Linked DNA regions of Mus musculus: region 2 is linked to region 1. The links are chromatin contacts, called in public Hi-C maps. All regions are on one chromosome and are shown on one strand. The core of a region is the stretch at or near the end of the contact, and the rest is flanking DNA. Distances in the headings are between cores, read along the strand shown. Region 1 overlaps Lrrfip1 (leucine rich repeat (in FLII) interacting protein 1). Region 2 overlaps Ramp1 (receptor (calcitonin) activity modifying protein 1).

Evidence for each region. Hi-C and Micro-C count contacts between places; a contact is called where the count stands out from the background.
Region 2: a contact with region 1 is called in a Hi-C map of Sertoli cells, with 3 times the contacts expected there. The contact joins two enhancer-like sites. A contact is called at or near these places in 1 of 15 datasets of contacts at CTCF or cohesin (the NIH/3T3 cell line), 13 of 484 Hi-C or Micro-C datasets (the AML12 cell line, the N1E-115 cell line, Sertoli cells and 9 more), 5 of 115 datasets of contacts at active chromatin or transcription factors (the 230-238 cell line, the HPC-7 cell line, embryonic stem cells and 2 more) and 2 of 9 other capture datasets (adipose tissue and liver).

Annotation. Positions count from the first base shown.
Region 1 is chr1:91,108,169-91,110,760 of GRCm38.p6, reverse strand. It overlaps Lrrfip1 (leucine rich repeat (in FLII) interacting protein 1), which reads right to left. Exons shown (of 25, transcript NM_001310732.1): 18 at 2,089-2,181; 19 at 314-406. Among named protein-coding and RNA genes, the nearest start is that of Rbm44, 36 kb to the left of the region's middle. Within about 2 kb of position 1,275, at least 22 of the 459 cell types and tissues checked have an H3K27ac peak or open chromatin away from gene starts, as enhancers often do. A contact at or near this core is called in Sertoli cells, where this site is marked.
Region 2 is chr1:91,210,588-91,213,179 of GRCm38.p6, reverse strand. All of the region lies in intron 2 of Ramp1 (receptor (calcitonin) activity modifying protein 1), which reads right to left. Among named protein-coding and RNA genes, the nearest start is that of Ramp1, 32 kb to the right of the region's middle. Within about 2 kb of position 1,284, at least 68 of the 459 cell types and tissues checked have an H3K27ac peak or open chromatin away from gene starts, as enhancers often do. A contact at or near this core is called in Sertoli cells, where this site is marked.

The DNA of each region.
Region 1 (2,592 bases), core at 26-2,525:
TTATTGTTCAGCTAAGGAAGTCCTCGACAAGAGGCTTAAACAAGGAACTACATACATTCTAATGAGGGTTAAAAAAATATTTAGACGAATACCAAATTCAGAGCTAGAAATCTGAGCTACTTTGCAGACCTGTTCAGCTTGGAAAGACCTGATGGTTCTGGCAGAAGCACATATGGGCACTGGCACACCTACTTCCTAGGGATAGTTAACCGAAAGCTCGACTTTATTAACATGACAGTGATGAAACACAGAGCCAGTGCCCATGGAAGTTGTCACCGTGGAGCTGTTCTTAAGCTGCGCTTCGGTTTCGTACCTTCAACTCCTCCTTCAGCTTGACTGTTTCTTCTCTAAGGTCATCTCGTTCGCTCCTTATGGAATCAAAGAACTCTTTCTGTCTTTCTAATGCCTGAGCGTGCAACAGAGGAGAAAGAGGGGGGTCAGCGCGGGGGGGGGGGGCGGGCGCGGAGAGAGAGATGAAGAGAGGGAGAGATTAGCACAGATAGCAAGATAAGTAAGAAGCAGGGTCTAGGAGGCACTGTCATCCAGGGCACCAATGAGAAAAAAAAAAGCTGTTGGGTTTATCCCAGGCTAGACCAACTACTGTTCACACATTAGGGTTTCTAAGCAAGGGATGCTATAGAGCAAGGCTGCTTCATAACTTCCATTCCTGCCTTTTGTTTTCTCATTGCAGTGCTGCAGACTGAACCTAGGGCCTCCCACATAGGAGGCAAGTGCTCTACCACCGAGCCACACTCCCAGGATATCCCACTACTGTTTAGTTTGGCTTTCTCTTCTTTTCTCTTTTCTCCTTTTGGAGAGGGGTGTTGTTTGTTTTTGTGATAGGGTCTCAGTGTGTGGCCCTGGCAGGCCTGGCGCTCGCCTCCACAGTGCTGGGATTAAAGGTATGTGCCATCACTGCCTGGCGTGAGCTCTGTTTGCATCTTACAACAAGGTGCTGGAGAGCTAACAGGAATCACACAGTCCTTTTAGTGAGAGATCAATCAGTGCAGAACGAGAATGGCTGCTACAGAACCCTAGTCAATAATTTTAGACATTTTTGTGTTTATGTTCCTGTTTATGTTTGTGTTTATGCCTCCATGTGTCTCTGTGTGTAGCTCCGAGGACAGGACCAGGTGTTATTCATCAAATGCCATCATCTTTGTTTTAGAGACAGTCTCTTACTGTCCTGGAGTTCCCTGTGTATGTTGGTTGGTCATCAAGCCTTAGGAATGTCCTTATCTCTAGCTCTCCCTCCTCCCCAGTGCCAGGGTTACAAATATGTGTCACCACGTCTAGTCTGGTGATTAAATGCAGGTCCTTGTGCTTGCACGTTTCTGGGCAACCCTGTCCTTTGCCCCTAAGCTATTTTTAGACATCGGTTATGTGTATTTGTTGTCTAAAAAATGTCCTGGAAAAGTATGTTTGTACATGTGTGCATGCATACACACACACACACACACACAGAGAGAGAGAGAGTGAGAGAGAGAGAGAGAGAGAGAGAAACACACAGTCTCTTAGCCAAAGCTTATAAATTTGTCAAAGTAGAATGGTGGGGCTCCATACTGTGACCACTTCTATGATCACCTCTGGACCTGTACTGGGACCCTACCACATGAGTTGCTGTTTTTTAGGTGCCATGTGCTACTCTGAGTCAGCAGTGACTTGGTCCTATTTATCACTCCTATATGTGGTCGGGCTGTCTCTTCCTCTCTGCTGAGGATGGAGAGAGATCCAATGGGAACCTGTGGGGTGTGGTACCTGCCACCCACAGCATCACATGACCTCGAGAAATTCTGGAGTTTGATTCTCCACACTGAGCTACCCAGAGCCTCTCCTTGCATGGCCTGCATTGCATCTAGGCTGCTCTGGTGCAGCAGGGAGGGAGACAACTGCAAATACCCAGCTCTGGTGCCATCCAACTGGATAAGCTGGGGTAGCCAACAGGCTATTCATGCTGCATCACATGAGGGCCACAGGCACTCTCATGCAAACATTATTTTTTTTTCCCAAACCAAAGCTTCTGCAAGAGCCTCGTTTGCTAAGCATCCCGCCCCCCGGAAGCGTTTGGCGAAGGCTTGAGACTCCTACCCCTATCTTTTTGTCTTTCCATTCTATCGTTTCCTGAAGATCAGAAATCTCCCTGATAAAACCCGCCTGTTTCTGCTGCAGCTGTCGGATTTCCTGAGGAAAGGAACAGACAGAAAGAAAGCAGACAAAGAATTAAGCAGAGAAAAGAAGTCGGTGCTAGATGACCGGGATAGGGAGGTTGACCAGTAGGCAGCCAACAAGTATCTCATCTCACCAGCCCCAAGTTCATTAGCATGTGAAAATTTTTCTTCATTCTACTCCCAGTTCCATTAAGAAAACCAGCTTGGCTGATATCTTACCTCAAGCCAATTACAGTCCTGATTGTGTTATAAAAACAAAAATACCAAACCCTGCACAGTCATGTTTTGCTTAGCAGTAGGACAGCAGTCTGAGAAACAGGTGAGGAAATAGGTGAGCTTGTTGTTCTGCAAACATCACAGAGTAAGCAAATGATGGCTGCAATGTCACTAAGTAATATACTCCATGGGACCACTGTAGTCCCTG
Region 2 (2,592 bases), core at 35-2,534, 100 kb before region 1:
CACCCTGTTCTACACAGGTCCAGGACAGCCAGGGCTTATACAGGGGGTGGGGTGGGTGGGGGAACAGGCATGATTCTTAAGAGCCTAATCTAGGGAGAGAAAGAGAGAGAGAGAGAGAAAGAGAGAGAGAGAGAGAGAGAGAGAGCAAGAGCAAAAACATCAACTATAAAACCAGTAAGTAAGTTAGAGCAGCAAATTAACATGTAAATAATATACAGTGCCCTGTGCATAGGGCTGCACGCCTTTAATCCCAGCGTCCAGATACAGGGCAAATATATCTCTGCAAGTCAGTCTTCTTTATGAGACCTTGCCTAAGAAAGAAAGAGAGAGAGAGAGAGAGAGAGAGAGAGAGAAAGAGAGAGGAAAGGAAAGGAAAGGAAGGAAGGAAGAAAGAAAGAAAGAAAGAAAGAAAGAAAGAAAGAAAGAAAGAAAGAAAGAAAGAGAGAAAGAGAGAAAGAGAGAAAGAGAAGGAAGGTAGGTAGGAAGGAGAGGCACAGAAGGCCTCCGCAAAGTGCCCACAAGCTTCATCTAGCTGTACAGAACACATTAAAGTCTGTCATAAAACCACACTTCAACCTGTCAAGGGAGAAAATACCATTTGATATTGAAAAGCTTTTGATAAAAAGTCACTTCTTTCCCTCCTCCTCCTTCTTCCCCTACTTATCATTATTCTGAGACAGAGTCTTATTATGTAGTCCAGGCTGGCATCAAACTCACAATCCTCCCTCCTGGGCATGTACACCATCCTAGCACACAGCTAGTTCTGAAACCTCCTCTCTCATGAAGAGGCCCTTTCCCTCAGCAAGCACATGCTTCCATTCCTTGTGGGGCCTGAAACCATCCCATCAGCCAGGAAGGGGCCTTCAGGGCAGTGATTGCTGCCTTTGGTGGCAGAACTCAAGATCCCCAAAACAGATGGCAGGGACTTTCTGCCATGGGCAGAGGCTGCTGCCTGGACTGCAGAAAGTCTTGCTCAGTCCAGCACAGTCAGACATTGAGTGAACAGCTAGGGCTACCCGGGCAGTCAGTCTGCACAGAAGGTCTCCACTCCAGCGCAGGAAAAAGCAGCCCACCCAGCTTATTGGTGGTATTCAGACAAGCCAGGGAGATGCCCAGTGCTGTAGGAGGCAGCAGACACCAGGGCACCTTTCCCTGGGTTCTGGGAGATGTATGAGGGAGCCTTGCTAGTTGTTGGACTAAAGCACTTTGACACTTTCCTAGGCTAGGGAAGCGTGGGCAGCGCCAGTGGGATCTGAGCCAGCTGTGTCTCTCTGATAGTCGCACGGAGTGGTGTGGGATGTGCAGTGGGGGGAGGGAAAAGAAGGACACTCCACAAGTGATCCCTGGCTGTGCTGTGCCATGCAGAGGGGAGCTGAGTGTTAAGAAGTCTCTATGCTCTGCCAGCCTGCGACTTCCATTAACCATGTGGCTGGCAAATGAGTATTTTAAGATGATGTTGTCCAGAGCTCCTGACTTTGGAGCAAAGCCATTTCCCAGGCAGTACAAGGGTGTTGTTCAAGACATGGCAGCACGGGTGAGGTTGCCAAGACCCTGGGGTCAGCAACCAGCGACAGCACTACAGGCCTGGTATAGTACCTCTGCAGTCTCAAGTCACTTCCCTCACTCGTGTGCACACACGACACTCGCTGACCACCACTGGGCATCTCTTCTCTCTTCTCAAAGCCAAAAATTGGAACAAAGATGGGAGAAGGAATTCTGGGAGGATCTGGGTGGCAAGAAGGAGACTCCCTGCTGCATTGTGGATGCCCAATGCATGCAAGCACTCAGAGGCCCAGAGAACAATGATAAAAATGGCAGCTGAGATTCCAGTGCCCACCAGAGGGCACCACTCACTACAGCCTTCAGACCTAGGCAGAGGATCCCTGGGGAAGCCTGGTTTCTGTGTGAGCACCTGGTCTGCAGTGGTGAGTCCTCAACTCACCAACCTATGGGAAATGCAGCCCACACCCTGTACAGTCAGAGCTGGGACTCTCTCTTTGATCCCAGGAGAAGGAAGATCTGAGGGTGGGGGGTGGAGGTGAGGAGACATCGGGAATGTGTTTCTCAGAGGGGTAGTTTGACACATCTGTGGGCCACATTGCTTGGAGAAGGGTATCCCTCTTCTTCACAGGGCCCTGGTCTTGCTCGGTTAACAGAGTTTGCTGTTATCCATCTCCACAAGTGATGTCATCTGCATGACTGCTGAGCTGTGATGGAATCCCCACTCCTACATGGCCATCTGGGATAATGGTCCCAGAGCTAAGAGGGAGTGCCACCGAGCAGAGCCCAGGACAGCCTCCACTGCTCCCAGAGAGAGAAATGCCCAGCCAAGGGGACTGCTACAGTCCAGAGAGCCTGCAATTTGTTCTTAACATTTCTGGGGATTGAGACCGAGCTTGTAGGAGAGTGGGGTACAATAATGCCACACACTCCAGCCCAAACCCAGGCCTGGGGCTCCTCTGGCTAATGGCTGGTCGTAGCTTAAATATTTGCTCCTCTCCTGAACCTTGATGACCTCTCAGACTTCCATAGCTAAGACCAGCCTGCAGAGAAGCAGGTTCCATGGCAATGGGGGAATGTGGAACAAGGCAG